3 separate regions of the Zea mays genome follow, and all the other regions are linked to region 1. Evidence: chromatin contacts called from public Hi-C data. All regions are on one chromosome and are shown on one strand. The core of a region is the stretch at or near the end of the contact, and the rest is flanking DNA. Distances in the headings are between cores, read along the strand shown.

Region 1 (4,085 bases), core at 532-3,031:
GAGCACACGTTTTTTATTTTGGGTGCAAATTTACACCTGGCCGCGAGAGATGAGAGCATGGATTTTTTTTTTAGGTAAAACATATCAGTTGTTGGTTGTTGAACCAAGGGTCTATATTAAATTTGCGCATTTATGCGCAAAGAGAATCGTGTGTGTGTGTGTGTGTATATATATATATATATATATATATATATAAGTTACGTTTCCTTTTCCATGTGTTCTTCGAGTTTGTTTTTCCTAACATAGTCACGTAGAGATGGCAAGGGTTGAGGAAAAGCCTCAAGACGCAACCAACACAACACACACGCACACACCCGAGCAGATCAGAGATGCGTAATGACCATGGAAGACGACGCTACAACTAATATTACCTTTGTGTGCTTATATTGTTACAGGCATGCATCAACCATCAAATTAAAGAAATAGTGAGGGTGCGGTACCACCGGCTGCAACGAGAAAAGGCACGGCGGATGGATCGGACAGGCAAATATTGGGGAAGAAAAAAACAACACCCAAAAGCTTGCGCAAATGGAACCACAATTAATGGAAGTAACAAATAATTAACGGCATGAAACATGGACGCAGGGTCTTACCGGTTAGGTCCTGCAGGGACTGCTCGATCTCGCGGCACGCCATGACGGCCTCCACGGCGTGCACCCGGACGTGCTGCTGCAGCTGCTCCCGGAACGAGCACAGCAGCATCAGGTACTGCGCCTGCACCACCGCCATGCATGCATGCAGATGAAGAAGAAGAAACCGGTCAGCGGCTCATGCATGCATATGTGTGGCGCGTGGCGGCATAGCTAGCAATCGTGGTAGCAGGAGGTCGTACGAGGAACGAGTCGAGGTCGTGCTTGTCGTGCGGGGAGAGGAAGGGGCGGTGGTGGGCGGCGTAGGAGTGGAGGAGGCCGCTGGACTGCGCGAGCTGGGCGTCGATGAGGGGGAGGTGGTCGATGGGCGTGGCCACGCGCAGGCACCCCACGTGCGCCGCCACTAGCTGCTCGCACAGCGGGTGCACCGCGATCTCCCCCTTGAGCAGCTGCCGCTCCTCCCCCTCCGCCGCGGCCGCGGCCGCGGCAGCCGCCGAGGACGACGAGCACTCGCCGCCGCCGCCGCCGCCGGCGTACCCCACCCCCATCTCCATGCCCAGGCTCGCTCCTGCTTGATCACCGCCGCGCTGCATGCATGTACCGACGACGACGACCCGGCGGTCGCTGCTTCGCCAAGCTCGATCGATGACCGGCCGGTACCCCCGGTACCCCCCTTCTCTTCTTTCCTCTTCGACTTGCTAGCCTGCTTCTTAATTGGTCCGGCCGGTTGGTGTTCGCTCCCGCTGGTTTGCGCGCGCGCGCGCGTGCGTCCTTGGCTATGTATATATGGCGATCGATGATGGCGCTAGCTTATGGATCAACTCGGAGGGCTGAGAGACCACACGGCCAGCGCGGGAGGAAGGAGAGGATTTAATGGGGGAGTTAGTTAGCAAGGACACAAAGGAGATGGTGAGGCGTCTTTTCGATGGTTCCTAAGCCGCGGGGAAGGGGGCGCAACTGCGCAACGGCAAGAGAAAAGGGGCGGCCGGCCGGATGAGCTAGCCGCTGCGGAGAGCTAGGCGGCGACCGAGACGGTAGCAGCTGGTAGGTTGTAGCTGATGATGAGGCCGCACGGTCGCCGGAGCCCTGAGATCGTAGTGAAAACAGAGAAAAGTTGGGTGAATTGCAGAGCCCAGCCGCCGGCCGGCCGGCCGGTAAGAAAGAAAGGCGAGATGAATGAGAGAGAGAGAGAGAGAGAGAGAGAGAGAGAGAGAGAGAGAGAGAGAGAGAGGAAGTGGAGGTGAGGGAGGGTGGTGAAGCTTTGGAATCCAAGCATGCCCAAAGAGGAAGAGGAACAACTAAAGCAAGAGCAAGGTGCCTAGTACCTACAGCTAGCTACCAAGAGTTGCACCAATGCGTTTCCTACTATGAGTAGGCGGGGAGTATGGTGTAGAAGTGCGGTACAAACTTTAGGATATACTGTAGGAGGTTAGTTGCACATACATTTGGTAATTCGATGGAATAATTAGGAGTTGGTTTCAAGAAATACTTTGGGTGGTGGCGGGTTTTTTTTTTTAAAAAAAAAAGCAGGAGGAGGGGGGCGCCTTCGGTTGCCTCTACCAACCTTGCGGTTGGCGCCGGGAACGGGCGTCTGCTGCTGTTGCATCGTCGTCACCGCGCCGCCGCCGTCGTCTCGGTGGACCTGCATTATTCTTGCCTTTTACATCGACTGCCCTTCAGGCTTCAGCTGTGGCTGGATGCTGGCAGGCAAGCTACGTACTTAAGGAAGCATTAGAACTTAGAAGGATGCATCATCAGTGGGCGTTAATCGCATCGGATTATTTAGGCGTAGTATTATATATATTGGTATTAGTTGGGCCGCCGTGTGCGTGTAGTCGCCGTGGCGGGCCCGGGCCGTCCCGGCTGTAGCTGCTTTGTCTGATCATATCGTAACAGACGGACAATGACGTACACGCTGCCGCCGGCTGTATGCCTATATGTATGTATATATATATCAAAACTTTTAGTATAATATAGCACTCTTTTTTGCTTGCTTGTCTCCTACATTTTCCGGTCCTTACGCGTGCCCACGCACGCGTAAAATATTGTATTCGTTCGTTTCATTATGTATCTGATTTTTTTTAAAAAAACATACCGTATAATTCGTCCTGAAATGCGCTGTACTTTTACTATTGGCCGAAGCCTCTCGGAGCGACACCACATAACACAAAGCTCCGCCCCTCTCGTCGAATCTGCTGCGACACAAGCTAACAACAAGGGCCCGGCAGGCAACGTCGATATATATCGGGTCCATCGTCAGAGAACCAATCATGCGAGAGCCACGACGGCCGGCGACCCCGACCCGGCCGGCCAGATAGATGGGTCGGAGACGTCGAGTCGTCGGTTGGGGTGGGGTCAGGAATCTGTCGTAGTACGTGTACTTGCGGTCACCTCGATCGGCGGACGACGCGCGCCGCGGGGCAGCAGCGTACAGACTACAGAGCGCAGCAGCAGGCCAGGCGGCGCGCGAGCGAGCGGGGAGAGGAATAGGATCGGTATTGGATATGGATGGATTGGAATGTTGGATAGCATCTCTCTCTCCCGCTGGCTCAGCGCCTGCCTGCACCGAGCTAGCTTCTAGCTGGTGCTGGTGGGCCGGTGGCAATGGCATGGTCCCCGGCAACCGGAGGCCACTCGATTTCACCTGACGCCCCAGCAACGGCTCTCTCTCCTTCCATCCTCCCTCCCTCTCCTCCACTCGGTTTCCTGGTTGTTTCTATGGAAGAATATGGAGCGAGGAGAATTGACAGCTGAACGGCCACCTGAACAAACCCAACGAGGCTTTCATCCCCTACAGTCGGTCGTACAGTGGCCATAATCAGTCCTGCGGCCACCCCCCACATTTTCTCATTCATGTATGCATGCATGAGTCGTTCACGCCATCGGCCATCCATCATGGAGCTAGTATATATTATTGGTTTCTCTTCCTCCTCCGTCTAAGGTGGGCGAAAAAATGTTCATTATTATGTTCGTTAGGGGCATGAAAACCATTGATTACCCAAACAAATCTTCATTATTATGGTTTAACGCAATTTGCATCTGCAAAGAACAGATTTTTTATCGATGTGTCTTGTATCGATAGAGTTCTACGTGATGTTTTATCGATATCCGCAAAGTATAAATATCAATTTTTTTGTTATATGTATGAACTGATTTATAAAAAAAATAAAAATAATTTGACCGAGCACTATTCTAAGAGCATACACTCACCATGGTTATACTCTTTTCATTCTAAATTACATAAGCTATTTTAGTTTTTCTATATACATAGATATACATGATGTCTGATTACATACATGGAGAAATGTATTAAAAATCCGTAACCCTTTGAAATTGAAATAATGGGAGTTCTTTTTTGTTTTTGTTTTTTTTTTGTCGAAGGTCGCTTATTATTGTACTCCCTCCATTTCTTTTTATTTGTCGCTGGATAGTGCAATTTTACATAATCCAGCGACAAATAAAAAGAAACAGAGGGAGTATAATAAAAGACCGAAG
Region 2 (4,085 bases), core at 1,018-3,517, 400 kb after region 1:
CCTGCGCCGCACTTTTGTCATGTGCCTAGCACAATCGAGGGCCTCACCTGCCCGCCTACCTAAAAAATAGTCTTTTGGACATTAATGATCACGAGCGAGCTGGGCTGCCAAAATGCTGCATGATTCATGTTTTGTGAAAGACAAAGCTGCATCATTGATTGATTAGCGCCTGAGGCTTGAAAGGAGGAGGGGGGAGAGAAGGAAAAGAAGCTTGCGATTTGGCCACTGAAAGTGGATCCAACTTTGCACCCAACAGCCAGCATGGGGAACCTGATCCGGCCAGGGCGTGCACACGATAACGAAGGGCTTTACGTTCTTTCCTCGTAAAAAAAAAGAGAAGAAAAGAAAAGACGATGATCATGCTCCGATGATCCCTACCCAGCACAGTACAGACTACAGAGTACAGACTGATTCGAAGCACAAGATGCTGTGAATTCCGGGTTCAGTCTCAGTTCCAGTAGCGCTGGCGCTGCCAAGGGCCAAGCCTGGATACTGAACTACTGAAGCTTCGCGTGAGCGCCCCGCACCGGAGTTCGTCTTCCTGGAATTGGGGTCAAATGATCTACTGACTGATTGGCCACTGATGGCGACGGCACGGACCTGATGGACCTGCCTCCATGTGCAGCACCGCGCCGGAGCCGGACTGGAGTAGCAGGAAGGAGTACGAAGACAGGCAGGCGGAGCCGCGGAGGCATGGACCTGAATGAAACTGGCAGTACATAGCTGCTAGCTTAGCACTTGGCAACGCGCCAACGCCGTTATTTGCTGTAGCAGAAGCCGAGGCTGAGCTGGGATGACGTTACAGTAACAGTTACCACAGCGCTGTACCTAAGTGTCAGTCTGTAACAATAATAAAAAAAGGTGCTGTAACAACAAACAACAGTGAAAAAAGAAGGTTCCACTCCAGTCTCCAGCTCCCAGCTCCGCTTCCACACCGGCAGTGGCTGGTTCAGATCTCAGAGATCTTCAGCATTCCATGCATTCGGTTCAGAGAGACAGAGTCTAGCTATCTTTCTTTCTTCAGTACGTGACCCGGCTTTACCAGCCAACAAACTGCGTGGACCAGACGGCGGGCTCTGCACTGGTGGATGCATCCATCCATGCTTCCTTTTGGGTAAAGCTTGAAGAATGGCGCCTGGCGCGGCTGTAGAAAAGCTCTCTGCCTCCTTTTTTTTTTTAACGTGGAAGGCACTCGGATGTGAGGCTTCTTTTTTTTTTTTTAACCCCACTTCTGATGCCAGAATCTATTGTGGCCTCGTCAGCTGCCTGCTCCTAACTAACTAACCACACGTGTACGCACGAGCACTCGTAAACTTGTCTTTGTTACGGACTACTACTAGCTAGCACTCATACCAAGCATATATATGGCGCAGAGGGGAAAAAAAAAGAATGGCATAATCATGCGTCTGAAGAAAGGCTTTCTCAATGATCCATATGCAGTACGTGTAAGTATTATAATGTAATGTAACGTAGGCGCGCGGCTAGGAGTCTAATCCGTCCACGAAGCAAACAAATGCATGTTCGGGTGCCCGCGGATTTGGGGGTAGCTGGCGTGATCTATCGCGCGTTTCCCGGCCGCCTGCTGACGCTCGTCGTGGACGACGAAAACTCTCAAGAACATGATGATGATGCCTCATAAGCACTGCACTGACATTGATTACCTTACTTTGTCAAGCAACCGGGGCCGACATCTGTACGTATTTTATTATAAAGTTATGAGCGTTAATCATACGAAATAAATAAAACAGATAGAGGCGGACAAAGTTAATCATAAATGTACGTTAGGATTCATGATAATGAATCCTAAATTTATGACCCACTGTTGTACGCATTCGTAGCTTGCATGCATGGGAATTGGGAAGAAAGTTCCATGCCGGATAGTAACTCTGAAAACAGAAGGATAGCTCGCCAATGCAAGTCGCCAGGCGACAAGATGGACGCTTTTCCATCATGCGTCAGTGCAGCAGATCAAAACCCAAAAAGGCATGAACGACCATTTGTACAGATCCCATGCGTGCATCGTTTTAATTCTTCCTTGTTGAGCGTCTGCTTTTCTTTTCTTTCATCCCTCTCGCAAATCTCAATCAATCATACACCACAAGGGCCCGCACCCGTCTCTCCCTCTCTCTCCTCGGCTCCACACTACTAAGCAGTATCGATGGCCCCCTCCCACATGGGATGTGCATGCACCCCCACTATGCCAGTTGCCCTATATATAAAACCGCCTGGACCGACCGGAGTCCCACTAGCTCCACTCCACCACACACACCGCGCAGCTAGCTGTCACCGGAGCAAGAAGGAAGAAAAACCAGCGGCACCGATCGATCGACGACACGCGCGCGATCGAGGTGAGGAGCGAAAGAAAAGGTGGCCTTTTCGAAGCCGCCGGACGGAGTGTAGCGCTAGCTAGCTCCCCAGGCCGGAGAGGAGGATGGTGGGACGAGGAGCGGCGACGGCCCTCGTGTGGGCGGCGGTGGTGGCGGTCGCGACGGTGGTGTCGCGGGCGCAGCAGCTGCAGGTGGGGTTCTACGACACGCTGTGCCCGGCGGCGGAGATCATCGTGCAGGAGGAGGTGAGCAAGGCGGCGTCCGGCAACCCCGGCGTCGCCGCGGGCCTCCTGCGCCTCCACTTCCACGACTGCTTCGTCAGGGTCAGTGCGCCAAGCGGCTAATTATTAAGCAAGCTAGCTAGCCGCCCTCCTCGAGTGATCCAATGCAAAGTGGTTGGTGGTGGCGGTGGTGGTGTCACGTACTGTGGGGACGGGCCGGCCGGGTGCCTCGATTGCGCGCGTAGCTGCATGTGGATCCTCCTTCCTCTCTGTTCATTATTACGCGTATTATTGGTATTGCAGGGGTGCGACGCGTCGGTGCTGCTGGACTCGTCGGCGGGCAACCAGGCGGAGAAGGACGCGGCGCCCAACGCCAGCCTGCGCGGGTTCGAGGTCATCGACAGCGCCAAGACGCGGCTGGAGCAGGCCTGCTTCGGCGTCGTCTCCTGCGCCGACGTCCTCGCCTTCGCCGCCCGCGACGCCCTCGCGCTGGTACGCACTGCTCGTCCCCTCACTAGCTAGCTGCTCTTCCACTAGCTAGCAGCTTCTCCGGTTCTCTTTGGTCAGCGCTAGGTAACAACGTAACAAAACTATTCCCATCCCAAGGTAGAGCGAAATCGGTCTAGGATCACGCGCAGTGAGTACGTACGTGAGTGAAGAGGCATGGCCCAGCCGCGCCTTTCTGGACGCTTCCTTTCTTTTTCATCAAATATAAAAGGATGTGGGGGATGGATGGTTGCCATGAAAGCAGCTTTGGAATGGAAGGCTGTCCAGCCTTTGGCAACTCCACCCAACAATGCCATGTCCTGCACTGCACTGCACGTACTGCCTCGGAAGCAAGCACGCACGGCCGGCACACGGTGGTATAGATGGCCAAAAAGCACGAGGCCCGTGAGCCCGGCACGAAGCCCGCTTTTTGGGCCCGGTCCGAGCCCGGCACGGTAAAATAAGTGGGCGGGCTTGGACAGGAAACTAGGCACGGCGGGCTAGCCCGGCACGGCCCGTTTACCTCTAAGCCCGTTAAGCCCGTTTTTTTACACTAAAACGTGCTTTTCGGCCTGTTTAGCCCGCTTTTTGGTCCGTTTTTTCGTGCTAAACGGGCCGGCCCGGCCCGTTTAGGCCCGCTACGGGCCGGGCTTGGACAGAAACTTAAGCCCGATGGCTCAGCAGGCCCGGCCCGGTTTTGGCCGGGCTTCACCGGGCCCGGGCCGGGCCGGGCCGGGCCGGCCCGTTTGGCCATCTCTACACGGTGGCAGAGAGGAGAGAAGGTGACTCGAGGCGAGCCGTCCTTTTGCTTTAGGTGCACCTCGGTTTTGCTTGGCTCGGTTCGTACGTTACCGCGCGCACGGGCCTAACCTAACGGCCGGTGGGTGTCCGTAGCAGCGGCGGCACATGCTCGTGTCGTCGTGTCGCCCTCCATGGCTCAGCATAGCTCCAGTTCCCTCGAAAACCTTCTTCTGGAGGTGAGGATGGCATTAGGAGCTGGGAGAGTGCACTGCACTGCTCAGCGGTAGGGATTCTCCACTTGCCTTGGGCT
Region 3 (4,085 bases), core at 1,187-3,686, 300 kb before region 1:
AGATGGCCAAAAAGCACGAGGCCCGTGAGCCCAGCACGAAGCCCGCTTTTTGGGCCCGGTCCGAACCTGGCACGGTAGAATAAGCGGGCGGGCTTGGACAGGAAACTAGGCACGGCGGGCTAGCCCGACACGGCCCGTTTACCTCTAAGCCCGTTAAGCCCGGTTTTTTTACACTAAAACGTGCTTACCGGCCCGTTTAGCCCGCTTTTCGGCCCGTTTTTTCGTGCTAAACGGGCCGGCCCGGCCCGTTTAGACCCGCTGCGGGCCGGGCTTGGACAGAAAATTAAGCCCGCTGGCACAGCAGGCCCGGCCCGGTTTTTGGCCGGGCTTCACCGGGCCCGGGCCGGGCCGGGCCGGGCGGCCCGTTTGGCCATCTTAGTCGGAGCATGCATGCCAGATCGCGCATCCCAGTGGCGCCCTCAGACGGCATCTGCCTGCCTGCTTAATTCTATTTCTATAGCCTGTGTACGGAGGAAGCTGATTACGTACTAACTGAATTTTGAAGGAAAGAGAAAAAAAAAGAAATAAGAAGAAGCCTTTGTTTCGGACGGCACAGACTGTCAAAGATTTTCTGAGTGCAAATATATATGGCGCGAGATTGTTGATCTTGCTTGCTGTTCCTGGTCAGGTTCCAGCTTCTTTTCTTTATCCTTTTGTAAACGAGTACGGCTCGTCCTTCTTCTGATTATATATGGGAGATGGAGACACACTTTGGACGCTAGTTTACTGTCTAAACCTGCACCTGCTTCTCAACCTCGTCCGGACAGATCCCGTGCGTGGTGTGGCTCTGTTCAACGCAGGCCTGAGGGGTGTCGAGCCGGCCGGCCGCCCAATAGGTCGAAATGTGTGTTTATAATTACATATATATATATATATATATACATAACTATTATATATATATATATATATATATATATATATATATATATATATATATATATATATATATATATATATATATGGGACAAAATGGTCTATATATAAACTTTCGTCCGGGGTCACTGAAATCTCAAGCATGGCCCTGGTTCAACGCGAATTTTTTGTTGAGCCGACCAAACGAATTCAATTTACGGTCGGAGAGCGCCAAGCACAACGTGCTAAACGAGTGCTAGGTCAGCAGTATAAAGAGCCGAGGATTTCTTCTGGAATAATGACGCTTTCAGTCGCTGCCGCAATCTGTTTACTATTCCTTCCCTCCCCGGCACCCCCACCAGGCCACCACCACCGGTACGTGAGGCAGAAAAGGCCGACTCCGTTTCGTTTCTACGGATTAATGTTTAAACTTTGGATTTTAAACTGTACATCACGAGCCATTCACGCGGCAGTTCAAATACACGGACGCTGTAATCTTTGTGCGAGGTGTGGTATAGAGATGGCACAGGGCGATGCCATGACCGCCATCACGTCGGACAGACGATGAGCAGACAAAGAGCTCGGTGACGAGACGGCACAGGGCGACGGACGGCTCGGAGGACTTCACGTGACAAGGTCGTGTGCTATGCGTCTTGTTGTCCGGCGGCCTGAAAAAGTGTGCGGGAACGGCAGTGTCAGTTTGGAGTCTTGGGAGAGGATGGAGCGGACTGATCATCGGTGGAGGGGCCATGGACGTACGCTGCACTTTTTGCAGTAGAGGATGGCGTCGCGGACGGCGGTGTCGGCATTGCCGTGGCACCAGTCGAGGCTGGACGCGGACGCGCGCGCCGGGCTGGCCGGCGCCACGCGGGGCCGCCGCCTCGGCGCCGGGAGACGCCGCAGGGCCCTCACCTTGCGGTACAGCGGCAGGAGGAACCGGAGGTACTGCAGCGGCATCTTCCACCACGACGAGCGCCTCCCGGCGGCGGCGGCCCTCCCGCCGCAGCACGGGCTCGGGGACGGGGAGGCCGGCGCGCTGCGGGCCGAGCAGAACAGCGGGTCGCCGGGGACGAGGCGGCCGTCGCGGATGACCCGGCGGCTCGCGCTGACCAGCGCCGGGGACGGGGGGTCACTGCCCCCGCCCACGCCACCGGGAATAATAAGCCCGAACTCGAAGTCGCTCTCCGGCGGCGGCGCGGCCGTGGCCGTCCACCGCATGGAGAAGAGCGCGGCGGGGTCCATGTCGATGAACGACGACCTGGAGCTGCCGAAGGAATGGCCGAGGTCGGCGTCGGCGACGAGGTGCTCGAGTGACGGCGCCCGCGCGCCGCGCTTCGCCAGCCACCCGCGGGAGAAGCTGTCGCCGAGGCGCTGCTGCGTCGGACCGACCTCCATGAGGGCCTGGGCCTGGGCCTGGCCGGCGTGCGTGCGCGCGCGCGCGCGGACGGGGGACGGGAGACGGCGCGGTGGCAGTGGCAGCGCTGAGGAGGGGCGTGCACGGCATGGGCAAAGCGAAGATATAGGCGCGCGCCGCAATGTCCGTCTCTGTGGGCTTGTGGTTGTGGCATCGGGCGCAATGTCCATGTTGCCCCTTGTCCTCGTGCCGCGCTTCTATTTTCTTTTACCCAGCAATTTTGTTCTATTTCTATTTTCCCTCCCTCCCTCCCGTTTATTACGCTTGTTATCGCTGTCATGGCAACAGATTCATTGAGTCTTTCTTGTCCCGTGAAGGAAAAAAAAAGGTCTCGTCTCGGGTTTCGATGTTCAGGTCGCTGGGCGCGGACGGATTATCGACAGATACAAACAAACATACGTACGTACAAAAGGCACGATGGTTTGTATTCAATACTATTCAGGCTCAGGTGTTATCCGGTCAACTTCACCTCTTTGGAGGATAGCAAGGATGGATTTTGGCCCTAATCTCCACAGATTCATGTTTCATTCTCTATCTTATTCTATATTTTAAACTTCTCTAACCGAACAGTAATAATATCATCTATAGTTCCACGTCTCTTATTTTACACACTCTGTCTAAGAACCGTCTCATTTTTAGACTCAATCACGGGGGCGGAATTTTTTTCGTTATTCGACGGTTATGAACTAAACCGTTATAGCTCCACATACAGTTTTAGAGCATCTCCAAGAGTCTTTCTAAAGTTTACTCTCTAAGTAATCACTTCCTATATCCAACAACTTTTCTATCTTATTTACACACTAAAGAGTTATTCGCGTTTTCTATCTTTGGCTAGCGAGAACCCCAGAATATAAGAGCATATTCTTCTAATCTATATAAATATTTTTTATTTTAAAAATACCCTCCAACATGTTATCTAAATATAGTCAAATTCTATTCCGGGTTTCTCGCTAGCCAAATATAGAAAACATAAATGGCTCGTGCAAACAAGATATATGGCATATTTGTTTTAGCTTATATATTATATAATCTAGATTATATATTCTTGGTTATAATCTGCAAAAAATATAATCTATGTGTAGCTGTTTGAATGACCAAATTATATAAATGAAGATTATTGATTTTTGAGACACAAAGACAATAATACCCCGCGTGCGTGTGATTTAGGGAAAGAAGAAAAAATGACAGAGGTTGTAATTTTATGAACATAACCATGAGTACAGGGTCTTTTGTCAAAAATGATTTCAAATAAGCTACTCTTAAGGAGATTATAAGATTATCACAATATGAGTTTTAGATTGTATAATCTGGACCTATATCTAGGTGTTTGTTACCTACTAGATTATTTACACTATATTATATAATCTGTACATATTATAATCCAAAACAACTACAACCATTGAAAGGCCGTTGGAGATTGAAAGGATATAGAAAATATTTTTTATGCAAATGATTCTCTAAATGATACTTTAGAGAGTGAAATTTAGAAATACTCTAGGAGATACTCTAAGATATCTATATTTTGATAATTATTTAAATAAGTTGTTGAAGAGTTTTTTTTTTGAAAAGAACCCTATTTTTAATAATTAGAAAAAAAATATAAAGAGTCTCTTGGAATTGCTAGGCTTTTCCCAATCATTGTCATTGTAATTTGTAACAAACAGTTATAGCTAATGCTACGGTTCTAAATAGGCTGTGAAAAGGGAAACTCGGAGAAAGAGGAAGAACCACATATGTTTTTTCTTATCATGTCACGTCGTTGTCCAATCTCGGATTGGGGCCATAGCATTCGGGCATCGGCTTGGATCGTTCAGATCAT

Evidence for each region. A called contact is a pair of places that touch in the nucleus more often than the background predicts.
Region 2: a Hi-C map of ear shows a contact between it and region 1, with 2.1 times the contacts expected there. The contact joins the promoter of LOC100191905 here to the promoter of LOC100284049 in region 1. A contact is called at or near these places in 2 of 25 Hi-C or Micro-C datasets (ear and tassel).
Region 3: a Hi-C map of leaf shows a contact between it and region 1, with 6 times the contacts expected there. The contact joins the promoter of LOC103631208 here to the promoter of LOC100284049 in region 1. A contact is called at or near these places in 5 of 25 Hi-C or Micro-C datasets (endosperm, leaf, root tip and 1 more).

Annotation. Positions count from the first base shown.
Region 1 is chr1:5,074,195-5,078,279 of Zm-B73-REFERENCE-NAM-5.0, reverse strand. LOC100284049 (homeobox protein HD1) reads right to left here and starts at 1,781. Exons shown (of 6, transcript NM_001156947.2): 1 at 833-1,781; 2 at 594-714. The coding sequence starts at 1,183.
Region 2 is chr1:4,673,729-4,677,813 of Zm-B73-REFERENCE-NAM-5.0, reverse strand. LOC100191905 (Peroxidase 64) reads left to right here and starts at 2,267. Exons shown (of 2, transcript NM_001137329.1): 1 at 2,267-3,040. The coding sequence starts at 2,798. It also overlaps a transcript of LOC100381417 not described here.
Region 3 is chr1:5,374,527-5,378,611 of Zm-B73-REFERENCE-NAM-5.0, reverse strand. LOC103631208 reads right to left here and starts at 2,436. Exons shown (of 2, transcript XM_008652169.4): 1 at 1,612-2,436; 2 at 976-1,520. The coding sequence starts at 2,436. The coding sequence ends at 1,497.